2 separate regions of the Triticum aestivum genome follow, and region 2 is linked to region 1. The links are chromatin contacts, called in public HiCAR-type maps. All regions are on one chromosome and are shown on one strand. The core of a region is the stretch at or near the end of the contact, and the rest is flanking DNA. Distances in the headings are between cores, read along the strand shown. Region 1 holds the start of LOC123071743 (fructokinase-1). Region 2 holds the start of LOC123071744 (RAN GTPase-activating protein 2).

Region 1 (5,352 bases), core at 2,004-4,503:
ATCAGTCAAAAAAAAATACCTATAATTAGTTAGAAGAAACACATGTCTGAAAATGTTCAGTTAAAGCAGCTAATAGCCTTGGGAGCGTGCCGTCTAAGGTTCTTTGCAACTTTTTTGCTTCCTTTATTGCACTTCAAAGTTCACATAAATAAATGGTAAAGTGCAAAGTACTTCTAACTTTCTGAATCTGCGTCAGCTGAACAAGAAAGCAATCACAGCACACATCCCTCAGCAACACAGGTTCAGCATCCAAAAGAAGCTCGGAAATGGAACAGAGATGCAGCCAATCAACAGAATTTATGGATCAAGATTTCAGAATAGTTGATTCAAATATCATCTGCCAGAGCTTAAATATGTACTCCCTCCGTCCCAAAATGAGTGTCTCAACTTTGTACTAGCTCTAGTACAAATTTATACTAAGCTCAAGACACTTATTTTGAGACCAAGGGAGTAGTACTTGCCAGGAGCATCGCAACAGTTTTGGCACGTTCAAATATCAGCGTTGTACATGCGTTTCGCTTGTCGAAAATTGAGAACAGAAACCACCTCAGGGGCTAAACCACAAATTCCCAATACAGTTGGAACCCAAATAAGATGACAGAACAAGGAAAAAAGAACACTACCATCAAGGACTTGGTACAGAAATGACACAGTAATATTGAAGGATCTGCTTATTCAGATGAGAAGAATTCCAAAACAAAAACCCTTTCGTAAAGGGGAGCAAACAAAAAGGCAGGGGCATCCTGGGAGGAGTACACCTTGCTCCTGATCCAGAACAGCTTACAATACAATTTGCAGAATTCGAAGCTACTGGAAATCATAAGCCGCGTCTACGCCTTCTCCATCAGCCGCAACACCTCGTCTTCCTTGGGCAATGAAGGGATTGCCCCTTTCTTCGTGGCGGTGATTGCTCCACATGCATTGGCAAATTTGATCGCCCCCTCAAGCTTTGTTTTATCCTGCAGCAACCATCAGATATGGAATTGATCAACCACCAAGGTTATACAGGTATATATTAATATAAATTAAAACTAGTACTATATGCTAATGATGCTAAAGGAGGCATTTGCAGGCACAAGCTTACTTGCAATGCCGATGGATCTTGGACAATTTTTCGGAGCAGAGAACCAATAAATGCATCACCAGCACCTGTCGTATCAACTTGCTGTACCTTGTAGGATGGGACAGTTCCACGGAAATCCTACAATCATCAAATACAACAAAGTTCAAGAGTTAATTACAGATTAAGTCTTCAAGTCTCGATGGTAATTGTGCAAAAGTTCTACACTTGAGTGCATACTTAGCAAACCATGGTCCAGCGAAGCTTAAATTTGACATATAGAGTACAACCAGCAATAGAATAAGGATTTCATCACGCAATAGATTGTAGAAACTTGTAAAGCATACCTTGGTATAGTACTTGCATCCTTGATCTCCAAGAGTGACAAGCATGAGCTTAAAGGTAGGGCGCCACAGCTTCATGGCAACATCATCCTCCACCGAGTTGATGCCAGTCAAAAACTCAAGCTCGACCTCGCTGACCTTGACAATGTCTGCCTGGTCCCAGATGCTCAAGATCTTGGTGCGAGCCTCCTCAAGGGAGGGCCACAATGCCTCCCTCAGGTTCGGGTCATACGAGAGAAGCGCGCCGGCCTCTTTGGCAACCTTCATGGCGTGCAGATGCGCTGTCCGGCAAGGCTCGGCGATCAAGCTTATTGATCCATAGTGGAAGACTGCAGCCTGGGTGCATCACAAGTTGTGAGACATTTTCCCTCAAATTTATAAAACATTGCAGCACAGAAAATTTCACAACAAAACAACAAACTAACAGTTCAGTACAGAATCTGCAAAGCAAATTGACATGTTAAGAGTTGGAACACTTATAAATTCTGCACGCAGGGCACAAATTTAACAATAGAACAGTTGACACATCTAGCGCCACCAGACAGTTCTGGATCACAAAATTATACGTACATAGAAAGGAACCTAAGTTCACCTGACATGCACAATTCTAAAATTACGTCAGTCTGACAGTACAAAACACCTAATAACATGCAAATGTCTTCCATAAGTTTTGCTCTAAATGTTTTTCATAAGGAGCAAGTACTAACCAAGACAAGAACTGATCTATCTGTCACAAGCAGACACTCTAAATTATTGTGCATCAGAGGGGTTCTTAAAGTATCATACTTGGCCGGCCAGCTCAGGCCGGCCGATGGATCCAAGAACCACAAAAATGATTTGTTCCACAACGGCACTCCTAAGATTAGCTATTTTGTCTCCCCCCAAGTTGATGCACGTCAGTGAGGGTGCATCACATGATTAGATCCAGCAAAAGAACAAGTACCAGCCAGAAGGCGCAACAAGATCCGACCAAGACGAGCACCAAAGGCGCCTTATTTGCCAAGGAATGTCTGGATTCCACGGAAGATTCAGCACCCGGGCGCACCCGAATTACACGAAACGAAAAGGACACCTTTATTAGGTGCAGGAACAGGACAAGGGAAAACTCCAGCCGCCGCCACCTAATGCGCACCGCATCGGCACAAGAAACCTAGCGCTGGCGTCCAGATCCAAGAAACCGGGCGAAGATTCATTCTACTACGGTCGACGGGATCGAGCTGGTTCCCCCAGATCACGCGCGGTTGCAGGACGGGCAAGAAACGGTATGACGAGATCGCACGGAAGAGAGAGAATCTAGTAGTAGGTGATACGATGGTGATTCGGGGGCGGAGCGGGGGCGTACCCTCTTGATGACGTCGACCTTGAGCTCGTCGGCGGTGAGGAGCATGTCGGCGCTGGGGTTGCGGTAGAACATGAACTCGCGCTCCCCGTCGGCGCGGAGCGTGACGAAGGCGAGCGCGGTGCGCGCGCCCGAGTCGAAGACGACGCCGCCGGCGTCGACGCCGTTGTCGCGGAGGATTTTGGCGAGCATGCGGCCGAACTCGTCGTCGCCGAGCTTGCCGACGAAGGCGGCCCCGCCGCCGAGGCGCGCGACGGCGATGGCGACGTTGGCCGGGGCGCCCCCGGGCGCCTTGACGAAGGCCGGCGCCTCCGCCAGCGACACCCCCGCCACCGTCGGCACGAAGTCTATCAGCATCTCCCCGAAGCTGACCACCAGCTCGCGCTTTGCCGCCATTTCCTCCCTCCCCAAGAACGCAGAGCGCGCGCGGACGGACAGACGGAGGGAGAGAGAGAGAGAGAGGGTGGGGACGAGGAGGGGAGGAGGAATGGAAGGGGGATTTTCTTCTGGTGAGGTGGCGAGGCGGGCGCTTATATAGAGGGAAGGAGGCCGGAGATCGGGAGATGGGAGGGGATCACGGGGGAAAATGCGGAGCCTTGTGCGGCTGCGTTTTTGCGGCGGCGAGGGTCGTTGATTGAGCACGGCGGTGTAATCTTGGCCCGTTAACTAGGGTAGTAGCTAGCTTTTGCCTAGTCAAAACTTGGATAGGATCAGATTTATCCTGGAAACTGAATCTGATGGATATGGATTTCTCTCCAAGACAAATGTTTTAGGCTAATGGCCAGCACTAAAAATAGGGTTTTTTACGGATAAGGGAGAAGGGGTGTGAGAACAGTCCCAGCCTTCTTTTGCGGTAAGAACAGCCTCATCCTTAAATAGAGTTGGAACTTCTTGTTATGGATAAGAGAGGCTGAGTAAAAGCCATAATAAATAAAGGAGAAGATGTTGTGTCTCCTGATACTGCTACTTAATAAAAATAATGCAAGATTTCTTCTTCGGTTTTACGTACATTTTTGTCCAACCTTCTCCGAGCCACGATCGGTTCTCGGCGCGTGTCGGGTGGTAGGTGCAACATATGCCCAAGGATGGCTAATCATAGTGGGAGCCAGTAAGACATCGCCGGTGTCTGGAACAGGATAAGGCGAAGACATGCACGCCGGCGAATCTTACCCAGGTTTGGGGCTCTCCTAGGAGATAACACCCCCTAGTCCTGCTCTGCGGGATCTCCGTGTGATCACTAAATCAGTAAGTAGCTACAAGAGGCTCCTTGAGCTGTTTGCTAAAGGAAGAAGAAGGGCAAGGCTAGCTCTCCTCTTCTCTCTATGTGGTGTGTGTGTTTCTCTAAGAGATCAACCCTTTGCATGGGTGCCCTGGGGGGTTTATATAGGCCTACCCCCCAGGGGTACAATGGTAATCTGGCTGGATGCGGGTCCAGGCCGTCAGTGTTTGTGGGTGCCGACTTCTCCGCCGGCCGCTGGGGCCCACCGAGTGGTGGGTCCCGCCGGCTGCCGGCCTCTTGGTCGACAGGCTGGGCCCACCGCTTGGGGGTCTTGTCGGTGGCTCATTACTGTAGCCTCGCCCTTGATGATGATGGCTTTGTCGGGGCAAGCATGGCTACAGTGCTGCCGTCTGGCGGGCGTTCACTGTAGCCTTACCCCGTCTCATCTGCTTATGGTGCACGAACTTCTAGGGCGAGGGTTGGCCGGCTTCTGGGAGCCGGCCTCCCCTCGGGCTGACTGGACTGGCCTGGCCGCCTTGTGGGGGCTCACTGGCAAGAGGGGCCCGCCGCCTGCAGGTCGTACTGACAGTCTATTGTGGGTGATATCACGATCAACGTGGCAACAGTGTCGCGCCGGGCGGGGGATGGCCGACCGGTATGACGCACTGTGGCCACGCCCGCTCCGGGAGTCGGGGTGGCATGCTTCACTGTAGCCACGCCCCATCTTATCGCCGCTATGTGGGTGCGAACTTTGAGGGCACATGGGGTGGGCCGCCTGCTAGAGGTCGGCCACTCTGGTGGCTGCCTGCTAGAGGTCGGCCACTCTGGTGGCCGCCTACTAGGAGTCGGCCCACTCTGGGCTTGTATATTGATATCTGCCGCCTTCCTGCAGTCGGCCATGACCCAGCCGGCCACGGGAAGGCGGCCCTTCGTCTTGGATGCTTGAGGGGCGCGACCCGATGTTTTTGAAGAGCCACGAGGAGCCGGTTAGGCTACCCGTGGTCATTTACTCCGACAGTAGTCCCCGAAGCTGGTGGGGCTTCGCGATTGAACGGAGGATGAGAAGCCCAAGCAGCTTCCTACTCTGTAGAACAGTCGGCTCGGATCCAGCCTCAACCAGACGTGCCGTCTGGTTGAATTTGAAGCCTGAAGGCGGGAACCAGGTGGCGCGCGCGTCAGGCGTCGGGTCGGCCGCCCGCTGTCCGTGTGCCACGCGGTGTCAGCCGCCTGGGCCCGTCTGCCAGCCCACGCGCGTGACGGGACGTTGCCGCAGGCTGGGGCCCGCCACTACAGTGCCTCGGCCCACGCGCGGATCCGCTGTGGCCGAGGCGGTCGATTTATATTGTGGGGCGGTTCAATACACACCTTTATTGGCGCGATAAACGCGGGT
Region 2 (5,352 bases), core at 1,907-4,406, 110 kb before region 1:
GGGGACTATGACTTCTACGAGAAATATAGCATCAATGCTAACCTAAGACGACAGGGGCGCGTGCAAAGCATCACTTTGGAGGTCAGTGCTTCTTATATACATCCTATTGCTTATTATTTCTTTAGCGCCTTCTAGTTAAATTGTAGTGCGAATGATTAGTTTTGGTTGCATTTTTTGAATATGCTTGGCATAACATATGGTAGATTGTGGATGGATCTGCAGAACAATGGTCGGAAACATCTGTTTGTTGGCTTCGATAGCACAATGGAGATCGGACTTAGGGGCCCAACGAATTTATTTGGGCATCCAACTGACAAGCAGCTTATAGAACTGGACCAATCACTGTCGCAGTGGGACACTGACTTCAACAAGGCTCCAGTTACAAAAATTACAGTTGGGCACTTCCCGATGTCTTTCTCGGCATTAACAGAATCAGGAAAAAGTATCAAGGATGTCTTTCTGAAGCACTCATTAGCAGCATACTTGTGTGGACATCTTCACACAAGGTTTGGCAAGAATTTGAAGCGTTACTATCATCGAGCAACTCAGGAACCATCACTGTATGAACACTACTACCAATCTAACATGCACCAAGGCTATGCAATGCCGAGTGCTGAAGAGAACTGTTCTGAAGCAGCAGCACCTTTTGAGGAGTTCTGGGAGTGGGAGATTGGCGATTGGAAAAGGAGTAGAAGTATGAGGATATTAGCAATTGATGATGGATTTGTCTCCTTTACTGACATAGATTTCAGGTTAGGCTCAAAAAGTGTAATTATACTACCTACCTTCCCTCTGGACTCGAGATTTATGCAGAGAACATCTGCTCCTCGTGATTTCAAATGTCACACCATGGGAGCTTCAACTTTTGATACGGTGAGGGCGCTTGTATTCTCTCGACATGAGATAGTAACTGTCTTAGCAAAGATATATGACTCAAGACCAGGAAACCTTGAAGTGGTATTCGACAGCGAAATGAAAAGAGTGAGTGCCAATGATTCTAGAGGAGATATGTATTTGATTCCGTGGAACTGGAGAGCATTTGCAGATCCTTCTCCAGATCGGTACTGGCTGCAAATCGAAGCGATGGATATAACAGGTGACATTAGTGTCAGCCAGTTGAGGCCATTCTCTGTGAATGGGTTGTTTGCAGAAGTTAACTGGACATGGAAGGAGTTTTTCGTGATGGGCATCCAGTGGGCGTCGGTATATCACCCCGCACTGCAGTGTGTTCTTGCTCTGATTTTCACACTGCTTCTTGTGCCACGAGCTTCAGTAGTGCTACTTAAGGATCAACAATCTGTGTACACATATCTGCGTGCAGGCGGTAGTCAGTATACATCACTGAAGTATCTACTTGGTGGTTTTATCTGGCTTTTTGTTGAGCTGTCCAGGATGATTCTTGTGTGGTCTTTGCTGTTGGTGTATATAATCTATCTGTTGGTCTTCCCTTGGTTTTCTGGTCACCCTGTAACCGAGGATAGTAGCCTCGCATCCATGACATTCAGAGGTTGGGCTCTTAAAAATGGTATGAAAACTTTCCATGCCGGCACTCCAGACGTCATGGTCATCGTTCTACCTCACCTCTGTTTTGTGGTATTGCCTACGATTGTGATTCTTGCCGCGATGGCTGCCGAGAGGACTGCATTCCGAGAACACTACCTCTCACAGTCAGGAAAGAAGAAAGATGATCCCCACCAAAAGAGCAGGAGAGAGGTAGGGCATGATAGCTTGTGGAGCGGTCGCTGGATAAGGAAAATCTTCATCGCTTTCTGTTTGGTGGTTCTGTGGAAACACTGGAAGGTATTATTATTTCCTTTTAAAATCATGCAAATCTTCTGTGATGCGGTTTTATGCCTACTCTGAAGATACTGATGACGCCTTCACAATCTTGCAGCTGTGCAGAGCTCTTATGAAGGCCTATGCCATGGACCCTCTGCTCCATTCTCCGGTGCTCTTCTACTTCATACCGGCGCTCATGGCGTTTGCTGTCTACAGAACCTTGTCCATTTAGCTGTTTCAGGGCCCTGCTCGGAGCACCGTGCTATATTTCGGCAGAGTTGCAAAGGCACTGCAGACGAAGCACCGTGCTATATTTCGGCAGAGTTGCGAAGGCACTGCAGGCGGAGCACCTCGCGGCTGAAGATTTTATTGGCCGGGTCACTCGCTACTACTTTTTTGTTTGTTTCTTTTGGAGAGTAGATCTGTTAGACCATCTATCTAACATGCATAAAGACACTGTCAGCATTGTACTGGACATAATTTATACAGACTAAACGCGTCATTTCTTCAGAACTAGGGAGTTAAGAACTTATTAACACTGGGTGAAATTCTTTGAGCCCTTGCAATGAGCAACACCATTCCGTGTCCGATGTTTGGGATGGTAATGTCGTCCGACTCACCTCCCATGGAAGCTTTAGCATGCCTATGATGAGCAGTTTTTTTTCTTTTTTTTTGCTAGGTAGAATCAAGAAATCTCAGAAATGGATGTTGCACCCCTCTTTGTTCAGTCATTTGTACTCCCTTGTCAATTGTAGGGGGAATTATGCCCGTACACTCAGTTCAGCTGGAGAATGGAAATTCCTCCCATATTACAGGTTTTCTCCTCTGGCTATTGGCTGACAATCGTCTTTTGAGCAGGGGTAAACTGGCCAAACCCGACCTTCTCTGGATGTTACACTCTCAGGGATGAACTGCCAAAACGTCTTATGTATACTCCCTCTGTCTGGACATGTGTTAGATACGTCCGTTTGAGTGACAACTAATTCCGGACGGATGGCGTATGTGTTTTGACGCCTGTGCTTACATGGGAAAACCCGATCGTCACTTTTTGCCGTCGTGGTAATGAGACCAGGGGGAAATTTTGCCAAACAAAGCACTGAGTGAATGAAAGAAATCATCGCGCCACGTGCCTACGCGATAGACAATGATAGATCCGCCGCCCTGGCAACACCGCCGCAGGCAGGCAGAGTCCGCGCAGATTTGAATTTCGAAATCCAGATCGCCCCGGGCGCTCTCGCCTTTCTTTTTTTTACCCCACGCTCCCCAAACTCCTGTCGATCGTCCGGCCGAGCGTCGCCCCCCGCTCCTCGAACCCCCGGATCGGACGGCCACGGAGCCACCCCGCAGCCCGCAACCGTGTCCAGAAACCCTACGCCCCCACCCCCCGCACTACACAAACCCCACGCTCCGCCGGCCGCCGCATCTTCCTCTCCCAGTCGCTACCCCCTGACACCGCCCCCACCCAAGGCGATCTCCCGGCGAGCCGTCTCCACCCTCCCCGCCGCGCCTCGCCGCGCCGCCTCCGCCCCCGGTCGACGTCGCTGGCCTCGGGTGGAAGCGGCCGCCTCTAGCCCCGAGCCCGAAGCCGACGCCGCCGCGGCCGTCCCCCCTCCCCGAGTACACGCTCGCCGCCGTCTGGATCCAAGGTGAGGAAACGCGAGCACGGGTCTCCATGCCCTGTTCGCCCCGCGAATCCCCCCTAGACCCGCGACAAGATCGATGTGCCCCTCGCATCGCATCTCAGATCTGCTACCTCGTGATTTCGAAATAGATATCTGTGAATCTGCTTGTCCCGCCGCGCAGTTCCGTTGTTCTTCCTGATGGCACGGGCGTTGGGCGCTGTGATGCGTGTACGGCGTGCCTGCGTATGTGCTGTTTTGCGTCCTAGCTACTACGTAATGCAGTTGTCGGAACCAAGCTACCAATCTGTTTTGTTCTTCTTCTGCAACCTAGCGGAAGACAAGTAGTACGGTCCTGTCCCGCGTATGTACATGTACGGCTGGTTTGATTTCTGAGTACAGAGAGTACTACTTGCTTGCTCTTAGTTCTAACCTAAGTGGCCAATGTTGCTGGATTCTTAATTAGTTAGGTGTCAATTTAGGTGCATATTAGTACAGTACTAGTTATTTTCATTAGTCTGCTCAGTTATCTAAACCCTGGTAATCTGCTTTCGTTTTCATCATGCCAATCGACTCGAAAATTCCATGGACCAAATCTACCTGGCAGTGTGTTAATTATCTACATGATCGTTTCATCATTTTTAGCTAAAGCAGCATGTAATTGGATCCTTATTGTCAAACAGCATGTAAAGAATCTCTCAAGGCTTCAGTGCTATTCAGGACATTTATGCTCCACAGTTCAGACAGCTAGTTATAAAATGACTTTACTTCTTTCTCATAGCACACAGCCCACAGCTACTTTCCTGCTGACACACAGCTGAACCAAACACAGCCGTAGTAACATTACACATTAATTTTTTTCTTGTGTTTGGTTGAAGTCCTGTTATGTTGTACTCCCTCCGTCCAGAAATACTTGTCATCAAAATGAATCAAAGGGGATGTATCTAGATGTATATTAGTTCTAGATACATCCCTCTTTATCCATTTTGATGACAAGTATTTTCGGACGGAGGGAGTAACTGCCAGTTGTGTCATTGATTTCCTATGTAAAACGATCACTTTCAGCGAAATGCTTGTCTTTACCAATTGACGATGTTGTTTGTCAACTGTAGACTTAACTATGTTTTACTACTTGGTGTTTTGTTGTATCCTTGGTGATAGTAGTGTTGGGTACCCTCAGGGACAGGCCCTTCAATTGCTCCACTAATTTCATTGTTTACTTATTAATACTCCATTACTTCCTGTAATCTGGGATCATGCTAATTCCTACACTTGTTGATTTACCAGCAGGTTATTGTGTGAAGTGCCACGTGTCCACATGGCTTCAGCGGCGCAAGATTTCCAGCCCCGGACATTCTCCATCAAACTGTGGCCACCGAGTGAAAGCACTCGTCTGATGCTTGTAGAGAGGATGACCAAGAACCTGTCCTCTGAGTCAATCTTTTCTCGCAAGTATGGCCTTTTGGGCAAAGAAGAGGCCCATAAGAATGCCAAAAGGATTGAAGAGATGTGCTTTGCTTCTGCAGATGAGCATTTCAAGAAGGAGCCTGATGGTGATGGGAGTTCTGTTGTCCAGCTATATGCAAAAGAAACAAGCAAGCTGATGCTGGAAGTCCTCAAAAAAGGTCCGGGGACGACTGCGGAACCAGAAGCACCTGTTATTGATACACCTATTGAGCCTGCTGATACTGTGTTTGATATATCTGGTGGCAAGCGTGCTTTCATTGAGGCAGAAGAAGCAAAGGAACTTCTGAGTCCACTAACAGAACCAGGAAACTCATATAGCAGGATTTGCTTGAGCAACAGGAGCTTTGGTATTGGTGCTGCCAATGTTGCCGGGCCAATTCTTGAATCAATAAAATCTCAGCTCAAGGAGGTAGATATTTCAGATTTTGTTGCCGGAAGACCTGAGGATGAAGCCCTTGATGTGATGCGGATATTCTCCAAAGCTTTA

The links. HiCAR-type assays count read pairs that join an accessible place to other places.
Region 2: a HiCAR-type map of leaf shows a contact between it and region 1, with 6 times the contacts expected there. The contact joins the promoter of LOC123071744 here to the promoter of LOC123071743 in region 1. A contact is called at or near these places in 2 of 5 Hi-C or Micro-C datasets (both in leaf) and 1 of 1 datasets of contacts at active chromatin or transcription factors (leaf).

What each region holds. Positions count from the first base shown.
Region 1 is chr3B:686,877,582-686,882,933 of IWGSC CS RefSeq v2.1, reverse strand. It overlaps LOC123071743 (fructokinase-1), which reads right to left and starts at 3,253. Exons shown (of 4, transcript XM_044495329.1): 1 at 2,747-3,253; 2 at 1,408-1,740; 3 at 1,085-1,201; 4 at 646-959. The coding sequence starts at 3,139. The coding sequence ends at 831.
Region 2 is chr3B:686,983,217-686,988,568 of IWGSC CS RefSeq v2.1, reverse strand. LOC123071744 (RAN GTPase-activating protein 2) reads left to right here and starts at 3,156. Exons shown (of 2, transcript XM_044495330.1): 1 at 3,156-3,425; 2 at 4,686-5,352. The coding sequence starts at 4,717. LOC123071746 (putative metallophosphoesterase At3g03305) reads left to right here. Exons shown (of 4, transcript XM_044495332.1): 2 at 1-81; 3 at 223-1,800; 4 at 1,895-2,360. The coding sequence ends at 2,011.